Linked DNA regions of Macaca mulatta: regions 1 and 2 are each linked to region 3. The links are chromatin contacts, called in public Hi-C maps. All regions are on one chromosome and are shown on one strand. The core of a region is the stretch at or near the end of the contact, and the rest is flanking DNA. Distances in the headings are between cores, read along the strand shown. Region 1 holds the start of ABHD8 (abhydrolase domain containing 8). Region 2 holds the start of ANKLE1 (ankyrin repeat and LEM domain containing 1). Region 3 holds the start of MYO9B (myosin IXB).

Region 1 (3,224 bases), core at 154-2,653, 230 kb before region 3:
GATCCTTTCTCAAAAAAAAAAAAAAAAAAAAAAATTGGAGTCCTCTTCTCTCAACCGCTGTCCATTCTTCTGGCCCAGCTGCCTTCCCTTGACTCTCTCCCAAGTTCAGGGGCTTCTCAAGGGCCAGGGGCCTGGGGCTGTATCCCTACAAGTGCCAGCTTGGGGTTGATACAGAGAGGTGCTTGCTAAATGAATAAACTGTATAGTCTCCCAGAAGTGCCCTTAGTGGGCAAGAGTAGGTGTCTGGACGGAATCCAGCTCTGGCAGCAAATTCCAGGGGATGGGAGTGGCCAAGCAGCAAGGAGCATTTAACCCCTCGTCCCCCGAAGCCCATCCTACCTGTAGCATCATTTAGCAAAACATCACCACTACAATAACGCCCATAATATATGGAGCACTTGTTATATGCATGACACTGATGAGTGCTTTACCTGCATAGTAAACTTATGAGAGGATTAATTTCATAAAGAAATAAACAGAGGCTCAGGAACGTGAAGTAACTTGCCCAAGGTCACACCTCAGCAAAGGGCAGAGGCTGGATTTGAGACCTGAGCTCTCCCGAGGGCCTACCGTGGCCCCGCCGGCACCACAGAGCTGGGATGCCTGCCTCTTGCTATCAGCCCTCCTCAGAACCATGGCAGCCATAGGTTAAATCGGCTGATTATGAAATTCAAACTCTCTAATTACCCACAGCTCTAAGACTTTCCTTGAAAGCTTTAGAGAAGCCCGTCACGATGGCTCACGCCTGTAATCTCAGCCCTTTGGTGAAGCCGTAGGCGAGAGGATTGCTTAATGCCCGGAGTTCGAGACTAGTCTGGGCAACATAGCGAGACCTCGTCCCTACCAAAAAAAAAGGGGTGCAGGGGATGGGGGTGGGGTGAGGGAGGTTAGCAAATAATGGTTCCCAGGGCTTGGAATTACACAGCCTTGGGTTCAAGTCCCAGCTTTGCCCCTTGCTTGATTTATGTTCTTGTGCCCTTTATGAGCCTCAGTTTCCCCACTGGAGACTGGAAAAAGATCTTGGAGTCTCTGCTTCTAGAATGGAAAGGTCGATACGGAGAGAAGAGTGTGGGAGCCTCGTTTGGAGAGGAACAGGACAATTCGGAGGCAGGGGCTGGGAGGCAGGGGCTTGGGAGACCCATTTGCAGAGAGAGGGCCCCGGCCGCGCACTCCCAGGCGTCCCTCAGACTTTAGACTGCAACCCCCTTCTCCGCCTTGAGCCAGGCCCCATCCTCCCGCAACCTCGGTGCACCACCAAAGGGGCGGGGTTGTTGCTCCCAGAGCCCGCCTCCTCTCCGGAACTGCCGCCTCTGATTGGGCTTGTAACTAGGCCAGGTCAATCCGCAGCTGCGATAGGCCGAAGTGCCCGCCCGTCGGCACATGGCTCCGCCTACTCGGGGGAGGAACTTAAAGGGCCGGCTCTTTCCGCGGCCGCGGGATGCCCCTGTGCTGACCGCCGGGGGCCAGTGCCCGCCCGCGTAGACGCACCCGGCCTGACCCCGCGCCACCATGTAAACGGCGCCAGCAGGCGGACGCTGGCTTCTCCGCCTGGGACCCCTCCGCCCCGACCCGGGCCCCGCGGCCCTCGATGAGGTGAGCGGGGAGCGGGCCCCAAAAGGAGAGATCGAAGCCCCGGGGCCTCCACTTCGGAGGAGTGGTGTCCACCAACCCCGCGTTTGGGCTCCTAGGAAGCCACGGAGCCCCAGTGGGCTCGACCCCCCTGCAGGAATGACGAACACCTGGAAGGCGGGGGCCAGGGGCGGGGAAGCGGGACTGGGGTGGCGCCTGTGCGTTGCCCTCTGCAATCCGGGATTAGGGCCCCACTCGAGGTGCGGGGCACAGTCTGCTTCTCCCCCAGTATGTCTGGGGCCACTGCGGGCTCAGTCTCGGGCGTGCGTTACCTTAGCGGCGCCCAACCTGGGGTAGGGGGCAGGCAGGCAGTTGGCCCCATCTCCAGGCCCTAGACACCTAGACAATGGGGGTGCACTGCTCGGGTATCCCCCCTTAGGTTATGTAACCGCCTGTGGTTGCCATGGACACGGGGGCGGGGGTGGCCCAAGGAGTGGGATGGAGGCTTGGAGGCCCCCAGCCAGGGCCTTGCCTTTCCCATCCTCTTCTCCACCTCCGAGGACTTGTGTAGCAGATCCCCAGAATCCAGAGTGCCAAGGAGGAAGTTCAGAGTCTAGCTTCCTCTCAGAGTATCTGGGTCTCAGCTTGGCCCTCTATGAAACAGACCCCGGCTCACCCCGGTCTAGAGGAGCTAAGCAAGGCTTTCTGTGGCTCAGTTCCCAACCCCCTCTCCCAGGGCCTCATCTTTCAGGAGTCAGATTCAGAGCCAGGAGTCTCACTGGGGGCTCACCAAAGATTTGCACATTTTAGATGCCTTAGGAGGCCATGGGGATATGTGAGTTAGTGAGTGTATACCTGGATGAGTTAGTGAGTTAGTGCATACCTGAATGAGTAAGTTAGTGTATACCTGAATGAATGACTTAGGAGGCCATAAATGGTATAAACTCCAGCTTGTGGGGAGGGGGTGTCTTCAGGCTGGTCCATGTTTGCCAGAATGTCCCCTTCTCCAGGAACATCCCCCACCAGACCCCACCACCTTCCCTGTGGACACCCTATGGGGTAAGCCATAGCCACCTCTTTCTGAGGATAGACTAGGTGGCCCAGGAGGGTGTCTGACTACCACAAAGGCACTGCCCAGACCAAACATCTCAGGGCAGGATGGCTCACACCTGTAATCCCAGCACTTTGGGAGGCCGAGGCAGGCGGAACATTTGAGGTCAGGAATTCAAGACCAGCCTGGCCAACATGGTGAAACCCCATCTCTACAGAAAATACAAAAATTAGCTAGACATGGTGGCACCTGCCTGTAATCCCAGCTACTGAGGAAGCTGAGGCAGGAGAATCGCTTGAACCCAGGCGGGGGAGGTTGCAGTAAGCCGAGATACTGCCACTGCACTCCAGCCTGGATGACAAAGTGAGACGGTCTCAAACACACACACAGACACACACACACACACACACACACACACACACACACACACACCCCTCAGTGCCATGGCTCACTTGCTCTGGCACTCCCCAAACTGGAGTCTACAAGGGTTCTGCTAACGCTCAGGGTAGAGGGTTCTCATTGAGACAGCACCTGAACTGGCTGCTGTCCCCACTCACAGGACACACCATGCTGACCGGGGTGACCGACGGTATCTTCTGTTGCC
Region 2 (3,528 bases), core at 509-3,008, 210 kb before region 3:
TTGTCCACAATTTCAAGGGGAACAGGGAGGCTGGGGGGTCCTGGGTCAGCCTCCAAGCCCATGTCCCTGTTGTCACCTCTGCATGGCTGCGTTTGGAGTGCTATGGAGTCCAGCATCTCATCAGGAGATCCAGCGAGGCCTGGAGCTGCAGGTGAGAGTGGGGGTCAGAGAGGAGAGGAGGAGGGATGAGACAGCGATGGGAATAAGATCAGACATAAAAAGGAGATAGGAATGTCTGAGGCCGAAAAAGCTGGCCACAGAGAGTGGACGTAAGACAGAACCAATAGGCGGGGTGGGGGAGACAGTGGATGCCAGGGACTGGTCCAGAAGTCAAGCCCCAGCAGCCCTGCAGGCCCTACTCACTGCCAGGTGCAGCCCCGGGCTCCTGGGTCTCTGCCCCGATCCGGGTCCGGGTCCTGGTCCGCGTGTCGAGATCTTGCAGGACTCGCGCACACTCCAGGTGCCCCTGCTGCAGGGCCAGGTCCAGCGGCCGGAGTCCGTCCTACAGGGGCGCGGTCAGCAGGGGGCGCTCGAGGCCCTCTTACCTTCTTTCCCTCCCTCCCTCCCTCTGGGCTCGCCCAGCCTTTCTTTGCCCGCGCAGTGCCTCCCAACCTGGTCGCGCAGCGCCGGGTTTGCTCCTTGGCTCAGCAGCAGCTCCAGGCCGCGGCGGCAGCCCCAGGCAGCGGCCACATGCAGCGGCGTCAATGCCTCGACAGATCTGGGGCGGCAGCGCAAGAGGGGTCATTGCGGACTCAGCCTCCCGGCAGGAACCCCGATCTCCGCTCTGGGGACCGGGAGCCTTTGTTCTCGGCCCCCTGATCTCCACTGTCCACCCTGGGACACTGCCCTTGGAACCTAGATGCTATGACCTCAGGCCAGGACCCAAACCTCTCCCGTCTGACCCTGGAGGCTCCACCACAAGATCCAAACCCTTGGTCCTAGCGCAGCCCCATTCCCCGCCCTCGGTCTGGGGCCCCAGCGCCTCCCTCGAGCCCTAGCCCCTGCCCTTAGACCCCCAAGTTCCCTCCCCAAGACTCCCCCAAACCCCACCCTCGGGCTCCGAGGCCCTGGCCCGGGATGGTGGGGCGCCCCTTCCCGGATTCCCAGACTTCGGCTTGGGGAGACCCCGCCCCGGACCCAGGCTCTACCTTACCGAGCGTTGGGGTCCCCGCCTTGGCGCAGTAGGGCCCCGAGGCAACGCAGGCCGCGCGGGTGCCGGGCTCCGGCAGCCAAGTGCACAGCAGCTGCGCCATCCTCCAGCACCAAATTAGGGTCCGCGCCGCAGCGCAGCAGCTCCTCTACCGCCCTGCAAACACCGGGGTCAGAGTGGACTCGGGTCAAAGACCCCCACTCCTGGCCCGCCCCCGGCCCCGCCCTCACCACGGCTCCTCCTCCCGCAGCGCCGCCCGCAACCTGCGAGCCAGGAGGGCCTCGGAGCACATGCCCTGGTGGGGTCCGAAGCGCACCGCCTGTCGGGTCGATTTCCTACTTCCCGCGGCTGACTTGTGGGCATGCGCCGCTCCGCCCCTCGGCTCATGGGGACCCTCTCCGGGGCTGAGCAGGGTTCCCAGCCAGGCTGCCCCGCGTCGCACCGGGGTCCACATCGGGGTTCGAGAGCTTTGGTGTTCGCAGAGGCCCGTGACACCCGGAGGCGCTCAAGCAGGGCTGGGACCGCCGATAAGAGCCCGGGCGGGAGGATGCCACCGGGTGTGCCACTATCTCATTTAAAAACGGGAAACGCAGAGGCACCCGCCTCGAGTGGGTGGAGCTACGATTAGGAAAGTCCGGGGTGCCCCAGGTCTTTAAGTCTCAGGGAATCTTCTGCAAGGGTGGCCTCTGAGAGGGCGCACGGCCTTATGAGAGGCTTAGGCCAGGCACCGTGGCTCACACCTGTAATCCCAGCACTTCGGGAGGCCCAGGCAGGAGGGTTGCTTGAGCTCTGGAGTTCGAGATCAGCCTGGGCAACTTGGATAAATCCTGTCCCTACAAAAAATACAAAAAACTAGCCGGGCGTGGTGGCTTGCGCCTGTGGTCCCAGCTACTTGGGAGGCTAAGTTGGTAGAATCTCCTAAGCCCGGAAGTTCGAGGATGCAGTGAGCCATGATCACACCACTGCACTCCAGCCTGGGCAACACAGCAAAACTCTGTCTCAGAAAATAAACAAGTAAATGAATACATACATACATACATACATAAAATAGAGGCTTCAATTTCCAACCCCCAGGCCGAGGGCCCGGCTCAGGCCTTTAATCATAGTGCTTTGGGAGGCTGAGGCGGGAGGATCGCTTGAGGCTACTAGTTTGTTGTTATTTTTCCTTTCTTTTTGTGAGTGCAGGAGTTTGAGACCAGCCTCGGCAACAGAGTGAGGCCATGTCTGTTTGTTTTTTGTTGTTGTTGTTGTTGTTGTTGTTTTTGAAACAGATCTTACTCGGTTGCCCAGGCTGGAGTGCAGTGGCGCAATCTGGGCTCACTGCAATATTTGCCTCCCGGGTTCAAGTTATTCTCCTGCCTCAGCCTCCTGAGTAGCTGGGATTACAGGCATGTGCCACCACGCTCGGCTTATTTTTGTATTTTCAGTAGAGATGGGGTTTCACCATGTTGGCCAGGCTGGCCTCGAGCTCCTGACCTCAGGTGATCTGCCTGCCTCAGCCTCCCAAACTGCTGGGATTACAGGCAGAGACCTTGTCTTTATTATTTATTTATTATTATTATTATTATTATTATTATTTTTTTTTTTTTTTGAGACGGAGTCTCGCTCTGTCGCCCAGGCTGGAGTGCAGTGGCGCGATCTCGGCTCACTGCAAGCTCCGCCTCCCGGGTTCACGCCATTCTCCTGCCTCAGCCTCCCGAGTAGCTGGGACTACAGGCGCCCACAACCGCGCCCGGCTAATTTTTTGTATTTTTAGTAGAGACGGGGTTTCACCGTGTTAGCCAGGATGGTCTCGATCTCCTGACCTTGTGATCCGCCCGCCTCGGCCTCCCAAAGCCCTGGGATTACAGGCGTGAGCCACCGCGCCCGGCCTATTTATTATTATTATTTTTTTTTTGAGACGGAGTTTTGCTCTTGTTGCCCAGGCTGGAGTGCAGTGGTGTGATCTCAGCTCACTGCAACCTCCTCCTCCCGGGTTCAAGCGATTCTCCTGCCTCAGCCTCCCCAGTAGCTGTGATTACAGGCATGCACCATCATGCCTGGCTAATTTTTGTATTTTTAGTAAAGACAGGGTTTCACCATGTTGGTCAGGCTGGTCTTGAATTCCTGACTTTGTGATCCGCCCGCCTCGGTCTCCCAAAGTGCTGAGATTACAGCCATGAGCCACCACACCTGGCCAAGACCCTGTCTTTAAAAACAATCTTTTTAAAAATTTCCAGCCCTCGTTCTGTGTTGCCCATTTTCAATCCAGCGCAACTAGGACTTCAGTATTTTGGAGGGCTGGACCTCTGAGTCTTAGGTGTCCCATCTGCAAAATATGAGAATCCTAACGAAGTTGATGCGGGGATTGAACAGGGGCTTAGGCACAAGGGTCTGAC
Region 3 (3,513 bases), core at 684-3,183:
ACAAGACAGTGATGAGAAGAGTTGGGTTTCACGTTGAAAAACGCTGATGGAGGTCAATTCATTCATTTTGCAGGTGAGAGGGCAGAAATAGGAACAGAGACTTGAGCAAAGCCAGGATCTCCAACACAGTGCTTCCTCCACAAGACCCTGCTTGGCCATTCTCTAGTGGCAGGAAGAGGTGATCGCAGGGCTGTGGGATCAGAAGATCCCGGTCCTGTTCATTGGGGTGTCTTGGCCAGGGCAAGCCCACAGTTCAATGTCTGCAGGAGGCATGACTGTGGGCTGTCACTGCATGTCCTGGGGCAAGCCAGGCCAAAGCCACCTTTCCTAAAGGCTAGGATATTCTGGAAGTGAAGGGGGTACTTATCTTTCTGTGGCCCTCTGTATATTCCAACTACCCAGGTTCATCTCCTGAATGAGCTATCAACTAAATATAAGCTGGGGTTCCCCAGCCCTTCTGGCCGATCCCAGATTAAGATCCCTACAGTTGGGAAAGGGGAGAAAGCACCCTGCACAAAGTCCCTGCCAGGGCCACAAGAGTCAGGCCTGTCAGATGTGAATAACTTTCCTGTCTCCCAGGTCACCTCCAGCTGCTCCTGGACACCCTAAGATTCTGAAGACTCCAACACCAAAAAACAAACCGAGTTAGGACCCTCTGGCTGCAAAACACAGAGTCCCCACCGGCTCCCACCTCAGACAGAGGCACAGAGAAGCCTTCCCTTAAAGACCCCTCGCCTCCAGGGTGCCCAGGAAAGAAAGGAGGACTGGTGGCTGTCGTGCCTCTCCAGGGCTGAGCTCAGAGCAACCGGGGGACAGATTTCCTGTATGTCGTTTTACCCATTTAAGTCCAAGGATGCAGCTCTGCGGAGGTGGCTACAGTCCTGTACATGAGGGTGCATGCACACTCCCTCCTGAAAAACAGTTCCGGCCTCACAGCCGGCCCTGAGGTCTCTTCCTTGGATCGAGGGAATCCCAGAATCCCGCTAGCCCTGTCTTAAAGGGAGGGTGGTGCCTTTTCCAAGACCAGGAGACTGGCACAGAGGGTGTTGGGACACGTCCCCGGTCACCCAGCTGTTGAGTGTGAAGTCAGGAAGGACATGAATCAAGAGGGGAGGGTGGGCGCGACGGAATCTCCAGGAGCTGCACCTCAACATCTATCTGCACGGGGCCATTCTAACCCCTTCCTTCTCTTCCCTCCTCTCCTGGCCCTCCCTCCCTAAGCCTACCCTTAGTTCTTACCATGACTTCTACTCCGTTTACTTCCTTTTCAGCTCCCATTTCCCCGCTTCCCAATAGCCGGCTGCCGCATCAGTTAGTTCAGAACCCCCCGCACTCACTGAGCGCCCACTGGGGGCCAGGCGCCGCCCTCTTCTCAGACACCCTTCCTTCAATCGCGCGGGCAGACGTCCCCAGATTGGTCTCGCACCCCTTCCCCCCAACCGCACCCCGGCTGTCCCGCCACTGGCCTTGCCCACTCCCCCAGCCTGGGCCTCTCGTTCCCGCCTCCTTGCCTCCCCACAACGCCGTTTCCTGCGACCCCCCAATTACCACTTAAGCCACGTCCTCTTCAGAGAAGCTGCTCAAAGCCACAAGACTCACCCCCCCCCCCACGCCCGCGAACTCCCTCACCAGCTCCATCTCCATCCACTTTCTCCTTCACCATCTCGCTTCCAACTCATCCCCAGCAACCTCTCCAAGACCCCTAGGCTCGTTCCCGCCCCCTCGACCCCTGCCGTCGCGTCCCCCATCAGCCCTCAGCTCCGTCCCTCTTCTGCGCAGCCCCCACAGGCAGGCTTCGAGCTCGAGTCGCCAACCCGAGGCCGCCTGGAACTCACCTGGCCTCGGCCGCCGCGCGCCGCCGGTCCCGGGCCGGGTCCCCGGCCGGACGACCGCCTGCCAGCCCGCCGCTGCTCCGACCGCTCCGCCCCGCCGCGCCCGCCGCTCCCCCGCGCGCTCCCGCTTCCGGGTTCCGGAGGGGCGGGGACGGGGGCGTGACGCCAGCGCGCCTAGGGGGCGGGATATCACGAAAAGCCCCGCCCCTACTTTCCGACAGCTCAGGCCCCACCCACCACCACAACCCCCTACCGCCGATGGTGGGCGAGACCAAGCGCGAGGGGAAGACAGGCAGGGGCCGCGCTCTCCGCGTTTAGCCGACGCTGCCCTACGCCTGGCAGCCACCCCTCCTGAGGCTCCACAAATGGTCCGACCCGCAAGCAAGTGGGCGGGTCCGGCTTTGAAAAGCCGGCGGGTCGGGCCTTGAGGTGGAAGGCGGGAAAATGGCGGATTCCTCGGGGCGCGGCGCTGGGTGAGTTGAGGCGCCCGCAGGTCTGGATTTGTAGACGCCAGAGGGCTGGAGAGGATGGGCAGCGGAGTTGGGGAGTGGGGACCCTCGGAGTGAGTTGGGGTTCGACCCCGCCAGAAACTGCGCGGGCCCCTGAACACCCCGATGGCGTGCTGCCTCTGCGCATGCTCCGGAGCGCGGACACCCGACCGGCCCCGAGTTCCGCGTCCTCGGCTGGGACGCGGGGCGACCTCGGGCAAGCAGCCTGACTGCCCGGTGCTTCGCTTCCTCCGCTACGAAATGGGGCCGATGACGCAGCTGAACCTCGTAGGCGTCGTGTGAGGCTGAAACGCGCTTAGATCGGCGCCTGGGTCTTTACTGTGATGTCGCTCTTGGAATTACCGTTATGCGGTGAACAAGTGGTGGGCGACCAAAGTATCCCCTTTAATCCTCCCATGAGCTTTATTCTGTGCTCCCAGTTTACTGGGGAGATGATGGAGACCCAGCAAGGGGAAGTGACTTGCCTAGGGTAACACCCCATGAGCAAGAAAGAAGTTGAATAGTGACCGAGAGCTAGGCATGAGTGATTCTGAGGCTGTATTTTTCTAGTTTTGTTAATTCTGCCAGTGTTGATCGTGCCAGGTGCAAACTGAAGTGAAATTGGACAGCAAGAGGAATCACTCCACCGCCCCTTGGCCGTAACCGATAGATTGACAGTAGCACTTCCCAGGTACAGGTGTACCTGAGGTTCGCACAGGTTGTAGGGACCCCCCTCTGGTCGCAGCAGGTTCACCCAGGAGCCCATTCGGTTTGAGGCCACAGCCCTAGCTCAGTCCCCAGAGGGAATCTGTGCTCTTGTCTCTTTCTGGCTCTGAGACTGCCCCGAGGGTGACCTATGTAAGACCTGTGTGTCTTTGTTTTGCAGCGAGGAAAAAGGAGGTAAAAGCAGGTGTGAACCGTTAGGAAGCTGTCGGGTTAGGAGGAGCCTGTGGGCGACCACAACTCCTGGCACCTGGCGAACATTTACTAAGTTGCCTCTCCCCACGGTGGCCTGGAAGTGTCCCCAGCATTGCCTGGGTCTCACTTTGGGGTCCTGGGAGCCCGCTTCAGAGGAGGTGGCCGCAGGGACCAGTGGAGCCGCCCTTGGTGATGGGAGCAGGAGTTACAGTGCCCTGGGCGTGGTCCTGCCCCTTCACTTGCCCCCCCCACTACTTGCCCCTCCTGTGTTGCTG

Evidence for each region. A called contact is a pair of places that touch in the nucleus more often than the background predicts.
Region 1: a contact with region 3 is called in a Hi-C map of cortical neurons, with 3 times the contacts expected there. The contact joins the promoter of ABHD8 here to the promoter of MYO9B in region 3. A contact is called at or near these places in 2 of 14 Hi-C or Micro-C datasets (cortical neurons and fetal cortex germinal zone).
Region 2: a Hi-C map of fetal cortex germinal zone shows a contact between it and region 3, with 4 times the contacts expected there. The contact joins the promoter of ANKLE1 here to the promoter of MYO9B in region 3. A contact is called at or near these places in 5 of 14 Hi-C or Micro-C datasets (CD4 T cells, cortical neurons, fetal cortex germinal zone and 2 more).

The regions. Positions count from the first base shown.
Region 1 is chr19:17,789,655-17,792,878 of T2T-MMU8v2.0, reverse strand. ABHD8 (abhydrolase domain containing 8) reads left to right here and starts at 1,403. Exons shown (of 5, transcript NM_001265784.1): 1 at 1,403-1,593; 2 at 3,180-3,224. The coding sequence starts at 3,188. The region is part of intron 1 of DDA1 (DET1 and DDB1 associated 1); the gene reads right to left.
Region 2 is chr19:17,767,614-17,771,141 of T2T-MMU8v2.0, reverse strand. ANKLE1 (ankyrin repeat and LEM domain containing 1) reads right to left here and starts at 1,758. Exons shown (of 11, transcript XM_077978275.1): 1 at 1,381-1,758; 2 at 1,154-1,306; 3 at 613-718; 4 at 364-502; 5 at 1-145. The coding sequence starts at 1,604. The region is part of intron 1 of DDA1 (DET1 and DDB1 associated 1); the gene reads right to left.
Region 3 is chr19:17,555,232-17,558,744 of T2T-MMU8v2.0, reverse strand. MYO9B (myosin IXB) reads right to left here and starts at 1,933. Exons shown (of 40, transcript XM_077978240.1): 1 at 1,836-1,933. It overlaps HAUS8 (HAUS augmin like complex subunit 8), which reads left to right and starts at 2,048. Exons shown (of 11, transcript XM_015123248.3): 1 at 2,048-2,305. The coding sequence starts at 2,277.